Regions from separate parts of the Mus musculus genome. Here all the other regions are linked to region 3. A link is a contact called in public promoter capture Hi-C data. All regions are on one chromosome and are shown on one strand. The core of a region is the stretch at or near the end of the contact, and the rest is flanking DNA. Distances in the headings are between cores, read along the strand shown.

Region 1 (3,628 bases), core at 479-2,978, 320 kb before region 3:
TCCACCAAAGATAGCAGACCAAAGCCCCCTTTGGGAGAGAGGGCAGTGATGAGCCACAGCCCAGCACCCATTTGCAGGGCTTCCTTGCAAAGACAAGAGTGTCCTACGTAGGCAAGGGAGTTGTCTCTGGAAGCCCGAGCCTTGCACATGTGCTCTTGGGAAGCGAGACCTATACTGGTTCTCTCTGGATCACCCAGCTCCTCTCCTAAAGAGCTTCCAAGCCAGAGCACACATTTCACCCATGAATTCCTCCTGTACCCCACAATCTACCACCTCCCAGTTCCCGCTAAGAACCTCACAGGGTCTTCTGTGGGTGTTAACAGACAGGCGCCCCCAACTAGGTAACCAGAAAAAAACAAAAAACAAAAAAACAAAAACAAAAAAACCTGGAAAACTCCATTTCAAGAACACAGTCAAGTCAGCTGGTTCTCCCTTCCATATTTTCCTCATCTGAGACAGCTCGGCTGTCACATCTGTTTCACAAGTGCTTCATAGGATGGGCCAGCCTATGAAGAACCATGATTATAAAGCATTTTTATTACTGTTTTTTTACTATTCGAGGCATTACACACCACAGTGCTTCATAACATAAGACAACATAATACTAAATATGCTTCAAACACAGATTCACAGCCTGCAGAGGGTGGCTGCACAGAAGCTAGTTAAAAATCCATGTGTCAGCCCGAATTAGGCTCTCCTGGATCAGAACTGCCTAGTGACAAGCCGGAAAGAATTTGTTACACTTCTAATAAATTCCCAGGCAATACTTGGGACGCAGAGCCTGTATGGTTCCTGACTCTTGTTTGTTCTATTCTAAGGAGAGAACAGCTCAGCCTGGCTTGGCTGAAGCGATGTATGACAGACATCACTTCCATAGCTCCGACTTGACCGGTGCAGTTGGACAACACAAGTCACAGACAAAGCAAAGCTGCCTTTGAGGCTTTGGCGGGGTTAAAGTCCCTCGAAGGACCCCCGGAGAGAGGGTGGGATGGCGCCGGGGGCCGCAAAGGACCTGGACTCACCTACAATGATACCACAGGCGCTGACCAATCCGATCTCTTTCTTCAGGGCTACTCCGCCCCCTCCCGAGCTAGCCTCGGCCTCAGGGCTGGTGTCAGAACCCGGGTGGTTCTTCGCGGTGTTGTTTCGCTGGCGGGCTCCCTTTTCCATCTTTCTCCGTAGGGTTCCGACCACCCAAAGCGAAAAAGAGCAGTCTTTTTCTAAACGCTCGTGCGTGTAAACGTATAGATATGTGGAAAAACAGAGTTTCCAATTAGAACGCCCTTTTCCGAAAACAGAGTGCGCTCCTACCCTCTAAAAGTGACAGCAAATGAGAGTCACACGTGTCACTGCCTAACAAACAAGGGCCGTGTTTTTAAATGGAAGGCAAAGAATATATATATATATAAATACAAAAATAGAACTGTACCAGCGACTCCAGCTGGAATTCTCCGGAAAGCGTTTATCTTCAGAAGCCCAGGATCGCTCTGCTCGGTGTACCGGGCGGCGGCTTGCTCTGGTCAGGATTTCCCTGCAGCCCTCCTAATGAAACAGATCGCCTCCACCTTCCCTTAAGTCTCTTCTACGATGAGGGTAAAAGTAGTTCTTCTTAGCTGAGGGAGCGGAGGAGGAGCCGTGCTCAGGTACTTTCTTGCTCGCCGGCTCTGGATCAGGTTTCCACCTGCTGCGGTCGCCCCTTCCTTCTCGCCCTTGTCGGCTCCGAGCTCCGTGCTCACTCCGCAGATCGCTCCATCTGTGAGGGCAGGGTGGCTGCTGCGCTCGCGAATGTGCTTCCCTTTCGGCTGCGGCGTTTATTTGCGGACCGAGGCTCCGCCCCCCACCTCCTCCATCCTTAAGCCGCATCTCCTCCCTCTTCTTCTATTTAATTATTAGTACCCCCTACCCCCAAAGATCACGGAGGAAGGGGCTTAAAACATTTTCTTTTCTTTTCATAGTGGGAGCAAGGGAAGGGTGGGCCGCAGGGGGAAGTCACTAGCCAAGGCTTCATCTCAGGTCGCACAGCATTTGTGAACTCTATAAGGGCACACGGTTCTGCGGGCTTCTAATGCCTTCAGAAACACACTGGCCAGTGTACTAAGATGTTTAGGTGTGGATCATTTGAGGACAAGGTCGAGAAAGCTGCAGAGATATTGCCATCAAGCTGTTTCATGAAATAGGGGGTGGTTTTGGTGTGTGTGGGGGGGGGCAATGTGGAAGAACTTTAAGCTGAAGAGTTTCTTTTAGGGACTGTCATGAAAGCTAAATAAAATTATGAAGAATATGGGGTAGTTGCAACGTTTTTCCGAAGCAGGATAAGGAGGATTCTGGCCTGCCCCATGACCCCTAATATTTTATCACAAATTATTTGAACTTCAGACAGGAGGTCGTGAGCCCCTCACCGATCATGAAACAGACGTGTTGATGCTAAGAATGGTAATGGTTAAGAATATTAACATTGCACCCCCATTTCCTTGAAGAATGTAATTCAAAACAGTTGCTCCACCTCAAGAACTGTGTCTATTTCTAACTGTAAAGTGCTTTGAAGAAAACAACAACAACAAAACAACCATGAAACAATATTATAGACCATGCTGAAAAACTAAAGTTTTTTTTTACATAGTCTATACAAAATGATTTGATTTTAAAATGAGTCTAAAAAATAAAATTCCAAAGGGCCTGGTGGCACACACATCTTTAATCCGAGCACTTGGGATGCAGAGGCAGGCAGATCTCCTTGAGTTTAAGGCTAGCCAGAGGTCCAAAGTGAAATTCTGTCTCAATAAGACAAACTAAATTCCCCAATCTGACCACTAATTACGCAAATTTGGCTTCACTCATTTTTTTAAGAAAAACACTAAAAAACTTGGACTTTTCAAGAAAATAAAAAAGTTAAGCCCTTTAGGAATGGGGTTGGCTAAGCTATCTAGAACGGCTCTTCCGGATAGGGTAAAGTCCAGACAATGAACGGTCTCCCTTCCCGCCTGCCCCTTGCTCACCCTACTCAGCAAGTATCAAGAGGTTTCAAAGGTTGAGATCTCAACTCCTTCTCCTTTTGCTGCTCTAAGATACAGCAGATTGAAAGCCTCAGCAAAAAGAGAAGAGAGTGGGGGATCGTGTAAATCATTTTCAACAGAGAAAACAGACAAGGTTGGGCTAGATAGCACAAGACTCCCAGGGAGGAAGTGAGGGGACATGGAGGAAAGTGAATTGTCTCTGGTCTTTTTTTAAACAAGCTTAGGAAGCACACGGGGACATTTGATGGTTTCATTATTAAGCAAATCCAATTTGAAGACTTCTGCCCAGATCGCAACATCAAGGGATAAAACCTTTCTGCTTCTCAAATGTGAGTTCTTTCAGTGATACTTTGTCGTTTCCATTTAGATGGCGCAGGCTTAGTGTGTGATGGATTTGGGAATCTCTCCAGAAAGGTGTGCAAACACAGAGTAATGTGCAAGCCTCCAGATCTGAGAAGTTGGAAAATAAAGACAATTACAAGTTCTATAAATCTCGAACCAAACAGATTTGGGGGTGGGTGGGTTCAGTGTGGCACCGAACGGGAAAGGGAGGCTTGTTAAAAACTGATATTTTTGTTTCTTTAGTATTTGGGATTTATGAGTGGTTTGCAGCT
Region 2 (3,107 bases), core at 460-2,959, 500 kb before region 3:
TAAATAAGTCTAGTCAACCTGAGCCAGGGCATTCTCCTTATTAGTATAAATTATACTGCAGGTATTGTTTAGGTGTCTTTAAATGCTGTCTCTACACAACACTGAACTAAGAAGCACGGGGGTTTGGTTGTAGTGAAAACTTGCACTTTAATCTCCCGGTTACAACATTGTAACCGACCCTGATTGCCATCCACATACACTATAATGTTTTCACTCAAGTCTTTAAACACAGACTGGATTTGGGCAAATCCTGTCTAACTCTTAATAAGCCTGTCTCAGCATAGAACTCCCAAGGGAAGGGGGGCCTCTGCCCCAGGCAACAGTCCTTCAATGCACACACACTTTTCCAAAAATGTGACGATATGGGGGAAGCTTTGCATTCACAGAAAGCAAAATAACAATCACATTGTATTTCTTATCCCTCCTGGGTTTTGCGTTTGCCTCCTCTTGCCCCTACCCCAAGTACCCCTCCCAGGACCCCACCCCCACCCCCGTTCAGTAACTGGACTAGAATATTGTCTCACACACTTTCCCAGATGTGGAGTTTTCCAAACAAATCCCAACCAATAAAAGGTCACTTTGTCAAAATGCCAGGAGATTCCCTTCTGGTACCTCCCCCCAAAACTACTCATAAAGGCTAAAATATACACAGTTGCATGTTTAGGAAGGAAAACCAATAAAAAACCAAAAGCATTTAAAAAGTCACTAAAAGGCTCTGGACTACACACTCAGTCCCCGTCCCCCCCACTTCGTTTGCCAAACACACTGACTGCAGGCTTTGGGGCAATTATTTAATTATTCACTAATCTGATATAAAAAGAAGCAGAAAAGAAGGTAAATTCCAATAGGATGAAAGTTCTTAAGTATGCTAAGTGCAGGATTTCCTCTACGCTTTACTTTGCATTTGAAATCCTGTTTTGATCACATTTGGGAACACAGAGGGGAAAAAACATCCTAAGGTCTATTTTACACACATAAAATCAAATGAAAACACTTTAAAAATAAAATCCGATAACAGCACATATACACATACTTTACATAAATACAAAGAATAAACCACAAGATGAATCCATACGAAATGGTATGTTTTAAGTGTACATACACACAAATGTCCTCATGAAATTGTGTGTGCAAAACACTGTGAGAGAGCTTTCCCTTCTCTCCTGGGAAATGAGTGTCCCAATTAAAATAACCCAGTATATTTAATCTATTGGCCTGTCACACTCGCTGCTACATTGCTGCTACAGCACTTGGTTTTGGTTCTGAGTGAGTGTGTCTAAAATACATGCCAAAGGCTTTGTGAGGGCACCTCAAATCTCTCTGTTGCCTGTGGTAGAAATTCACATTATCGCTTTAACCCGATTAAAAACAAATCTATACTTCCCCAAGCGACTAAAATTTAAATCCTTCAACCACAAAATTTACCAATTCTTAAAATGTGATCCAAAAAGAAAAAAAAAATCTGTAAATTGGTCTGGGAACAGTTGCACACGGCTTCTCAACTTGGTATATTTTTAAACCTCGACCAGGAAAAAGAAAGAGAAAGAGAGACAGGAAAAGAAATGGGGAAAAGAGCAAATTCCCCTTAGCAACAGTTTCCTCACCCCAGCACTGCCACAGATCTCTATTTTTAAAAATTTGGAAAACGCACACAAGATGAAGGAGGAAAAAAAATGGAAAAAGGATACTCGAAGGTCGTATGGCTCTTTGTATTCGTGTGTGTGCAAAAAAGGAGGACTCGCGGAGCCGGAGCTCACAAGCCCCGCCCCTTCCCGGCCGCCCGCCCGGATTGGCCGCCGCCCGCCCCGCCCGCAAGCACACGCGCCGCACCCGAGGCGCCCGTCCGGGGGGCCCCCGAGGGCCGCGAGCTCCCGGACCTGGCCGATGCGCCCACTGCCCTTCCCTTTCTCCTCGCTGTCCGCTCATCTTTCCCGTCTCGTTCTCCCTCCCCGCCCCCCAAGCCAGGCTCAGAAGAACCACCCTGTGAGTGAGCGCCCTCTGACATTGCTAAGCTGGGAGAACTAGCGAACTTGGGACCTCTTAGGCTGATTGAGCGTCAGGTTTGGGGGGCGAGGCCCTCCAACCCTTGGTTTCCCAGGCCAGTGTCTCTGGGTCACACAAGTTGTCTAGCAGCCCACCTTTACATGAACATCTATGAGTGTAACGTTGTTCAAGTGAGAGGCTAAGTAGCCTTACACTTGGGGCTTGTTTTTGCACAGCCTGAGCCAGGCTCCCCTACTAGGCTAAAACCACATTCTGAAGAAACCAAAATGTCTCCCTCACACACCCTGCATGTAGACCATTGCTTAAACCTCGATTTTAAGCAGTCCATAAACCGGTCTCACTGCACCTTTTTATTATAAAACGTTTGCGCGAACACACACACACACACACACTAACATACATACATACATACGTGTGTGTGTGTGTGTGTGTGTGTGTGTGTGTGTGTGTGTGTATTTTTTCTTTTGGTGGGGGCACTCGCGTGCCGCAATGCAAAGTGTGGCAATTAGGGGACAACTTGTGCCAGGTGTGGTGGCGCATGCCTTTAATCCCAGCACTCGGGAGGCAGAGACAGGCGGATTTCTGAGTTCGAGGCCAGCCTGGTCTATAAAGTGAGTTCCAGGACAGCCAGGGCTATACAGAGAAACCCTGTCTCAGAAAAAAGAAAAAAAAAAAAAAAAAAAAAAAAAAGAATAGGGGACAACTTGCAGGAATTCTCTCCACCTAGAGGGTCTGAAGGATCAAACTCAAGTCCACAGGGGTTTGGCAGCCTTCACCAGTGTCTCTGCTGGACACTAAGTTCTCTTTCTCCCCCCCCCCTCTCCCTCTCCCTCTCCGTCTCTCTCTCTCTCACCTATTTATTTATGTTTTAATATCTGAAACCCATGACCCTTCTCAAGTCTTCTTTCTAGGACTTCCTGCCTTTTCCTCCTCACTCGAACCCCTGACCTATGAGTTTATAAAAGAAAATGAAAAGAACTCTAAAAATGGTGATGCATGCTTTAACCACATTAAAAGAAAAAGATGTGTTCCCGTTTCTTTTTCCCTCTTGTTCTGGAAGCAGTTTCTATGCTTCTGGCTGTGGCCTGGCTGTGTTGAAGAGG
Region 3 (3,127 bases), core at 231-2,730:
GTACTCAGAGTACACAGGGCCAGGCCTTGAACTGGCTGGTTCCCTTGGCTCAGGTCACTGTAAGGTTGGAAGGATGGTCAGTCAAGTCTGAGAAAACCAGTTTGTTGCAGTACTGATAGCAGGTAGCCCGCTGGAATTTTGCAGTTCCCCCTCTCCCAGCGCCCTGATTTCAAGTGCCCCAGAACCCTCTCACTTCTTGATGCTGTTGGTGATGAGCAGATGGGAATCGTGCCTCTCATCCAATAGAAGCATGGCCCCAAGGTAGCCCACCCTCTTGTCTGTGAATCTGGGGGAGGCGATCAGTTTCAGGCACTCCATCTATAGGGAAGGAGGCAGACCAGGAGGGCAGTGTGAAACCACAGGGCACTAACTTCCGGGCTACAATCTCCTTTAGGCCAGATTAACTTGTGAGGGATCATATTTCATCACTCTCTCTGTAACCAGAAGCTTAAGTGTGGATCCAGATGACAGCAGGCAGGTTTCAGGGACCTGTGTAGGAGTGGAGTCTGGAAAGGGGATGGGGAGGTGCTGAACGGGGCTGGCAAGAAATCACTAGTAGGGTGATAAAAGGTTCAGAAACTAAAGGATTTAGCTGGGTAGGGCGGGGCATGCCTGAAAGTCCCTACACTGAAACGGAGGCAGGGTTTTCTCGAGTTCCCAGTCCGGGCTATAGAGAACCTGTTTCGAAACAAAAAAACTGGAGGAAAAAAACAAAAACAAAAACAAAAAAACAAAAACCACAGCCTGGGTACAAACACAAAGGGGCGCACTGGCCATCTTCCTCAAAATTTGTAGCCATCCCAGGCCAGTACCTGTCCAAAGTGGGCGGGGTAGCCCAACATGTGGACGTAGAGCAGTTTGGCCAGCTGGCGATGCCTCTGCAGGGGATCCCCATCGCGGAAGGAGGCCCGAATTTGGGCGCACTCCTTCTGGATCACCTCCCGTTCCTGGGCCTGCGTCTTGGCCCCGCGAATCTCTTCGATTAGGTCCTGAAGTCTCAACGAATGCACCACCATCCTGGGGACAGAGCCCGGGAGTTGAAAAGACTTTATTTCAACACGTTCTAGCCGGTTGGATAGAATTGCCTTGTGCCAAGATCTCGAAGGGATTGCGTCCCACCGCCGCCCTAAAACTGTGCCCACTTTTACCTCCCACATGTACCCGGGGGCCACCCTCCCGCCTCGCAAGGACATCCCCACTACGCATGCGTCCTTGCTCCACCCTGTGGCTGTTTCTACTGAGCCTGCGCTACAGACCAGTCTATTTCTCGCTCTTCTTCCCGGACCAGTTTCTCCTCTCTAGTTTTCCTTCTGGTTCTCTGTACTATTCCCTTCGCGAGATTTCTTGCCCCCATTCCCACTTCAGAAGGCACTAGTTTCCCAGTCCCAAGCTCACCTGGCTTCGGTGTCAACTTTGCTCCTCTACCCCCCACCCAGCACTTCCTGGTATGGGACAGAGCTGGGGTTGGTGCTCGGTTCGGGGCCCTTCCCTCTTCCCCGCCTCTATCACGGGACCCCGCCCCTCTAGGGCCTCCCTGCTGAGTCGTCTTGACATTTCTGACCTCTGGCCTGTCTCTGGCACTTTGGTAAAGGAGCCTAGAATTGTTCCATGATTGTGGCTCCCCCAGGGGCCTCACTTTTCATCCACCCCACCAGGTGGCACTCAGAGAGCTTGAGTCAGAAGCCATCGCACCCCAAAGGAGATGACAGTCCCCCCCTTTTTGGAACTTTTTTATTAATATACTTTTTTTTGTTAAATTTCTTTGTTATTTTTTTTTTCCTGCAAGACTTGATGTTGGCGGCACTGTTGTATAACTTCAATCCCAAATTCCATGAAATAGAAATCAGAAGTAAAGATTGAGAAGGAAGGAAGGAAGGGAGGCAGGAGGAAGGCAGGCCAGGGAGTAAACAGAGGTTGACTAGAAAAATAAGAAGAGTGTGTGTGTGGTGGGCATTCCTGGGCAAGGCCATTCCTTGAGGAAGGGATTGATTGGCAGGCAGCTTGCCTCTGCCTCATGCAGGGTAGGAAAGTCCCCCGGGGTTCCACAGTCCCCTCTTGTACAGCTTTCTGTCCCCAGAGGGAAAGTTAGTCCCAGGGATCAGCCATAATCTCAAACAGGCTCTCCCCCCAACTCTCGTCCGGGGTTGACACCCACCTCTGCCCTGCCCTGTGTGGGGCAGCGGCTTCCTCTGATTCCCCGTTAGCTCCCATCTCGCAGGAGTCTACGCGAGGGGTTAGAAACTAGACTTGTGACAGCATCTGCTGCCCTTCAGCCCTCAACGTGTTCGCCCCACAACTGTCAGAGCTGAGGACTGGGGTCCTCGCTTGCTGCAGCGCCTCTAACCCTCTGCAGAAATGTCTTCTTCAGTCCCCTTAGGAATTTAATCAAAGGCCACAAGTGAGTCCAGACCAACCAAATAAATTTTCAGGGGGGCAGAGAAGGGTAGAGAGGTGAGTGGCAGAATCTGAAGAGGGGCGGGCTTGGTTGCACCAGATGGTTTTTCGTTGCTTTTCTCAATACTCTTGGCTTGGCGTGCCATCCTTGGTGGTTGGGAGAGGGACTGGTTGAGGAGGGCAGGAGAGGGAGCACGGGGAGTTTCCTGTTGTTCGCTCCCCTTTTCTCCCTCAGGGAAGATCAAAGTAGGCAAGAACTTAGGTAGGTTCTGGGAGGTAAGAGTGGAGGGTACTTTTCCTGCAGCTTTCCCTTGGGGCCAGTGAGCCCCAAGTGGCTCAGGCAGTGCCTTGTCTGGCCACCCAATCACTTCTTATGCATTTCCTTTCTCCCCTCCACTCAGATTCCAGGAGATTCCTCAGGACACCAAACCCCCACCCTTGGTGAAGTTTTGATTCAAAGAAAAGGTTGGGGAGGACATGGGGGGGGGCAATGGTCTGACTTAGATTTGTGTATCTCAGAGGAGAGAGCAACTCTGAGAGAGAACAGCCCTTCATATGTAAACAATCTAGAGAGAGAAGGGGTCAGGGTGGGAAAGAAAAACCAGGAAGACCAGAGACGGGTCCAGAATAAATGAGACCATCTCAAAGAATAGAGGGAAGGAAGAAGCGAGAGACCAAAAGAAAGGGGCCCCGGAGATAGGGGAAAACACAAGTGGGTGGAGGAGGAGAGAAG

Evidence for each region. Promoter capture Hi-C pulls out the DNA fragments that hold promoters and counts their contacts.
Region 1: a contact with region 3 is called in a promoter capture Hi-C map of stem cell-derived epiblast-like cells, with 2.4 times the contacts expected there. The contact joins the promoter of Slc7a8 here to the promoter of Ap1g2 in region 3. A contact is called at or near these places in 9 of 39 promoter capture datasets (3T3-L1-derived adipocytes, the SN4741 cell line, cranial neural crest and 5 more), 5 of 484 Hi-C or Micro-C datasets (cortical neurons, embryonic stem cells and ventral hippocampal neurons), 3 of 115 datasets of contacts at active chromatin or transcription factors (bone marrow-derived macrophages, large pre-B cells and memory CD8 T cells) and 1 of 9 other capture datasets (adipose tissue).
Region 2: a contact with region 3 is called in a promoter capture Hi-C map of hippocampal neurons, with 4 times the contacts expected there. The contact joins the promoter of 4931414P19Rik here to the promoter of Ap1g2 in region 3. A contact is called at or near these places in 5 of 39 promoter capture datasets (the C10 cell line, cranial neural crest, hippocampal neurons and 2 more).

The regions. Positions count from the first base shown.
Region 1 is chr14:54,780,158-54,783,785 of GRCm38.p6, forward strand. It overlaps Slc7a8 (solute carrier family 7 (cationic amino acid transporter, y+ system), member 8), which reads right to left and starts at 1,729. Exons shown (of 11, transcript NM_016972.2): 1 at 1,023-1,729. The coding sequence starts at 1,170. It also overlaps a transcript of Rnf212b not described here.
Region 2 is chr14:54,604,199-54,607,305 of GRCm38.p6, forward strand. It overlaps 4931414P19Rik (RIKEN cDNA 4931414P19 gene), which reads right to left and starts at 1,710. Exons shown (of 7, transcript NM_028890.2): 1 at 1,605-1,710.
Region 3 is chr14:55,105,113-55,108,239 of GRCm38.p6, forward strand. It overlaps Ap1g2 (adaptor protein complex AP-1, gamma 2 subunit), which reads right to left and starts at 1,481. Exons shown (of 22, transcript NM_007455.5): 1 at 1,396-1,481; 2 at 813-1,017; 3 at 194-318; 4 at 1-57. The coding sequence starts at 1,016. Jph4 (junctophilin 4) reads right to left here. Exons shown (of 6, transcript NM_177049.5): 6 at 1,714-3,127.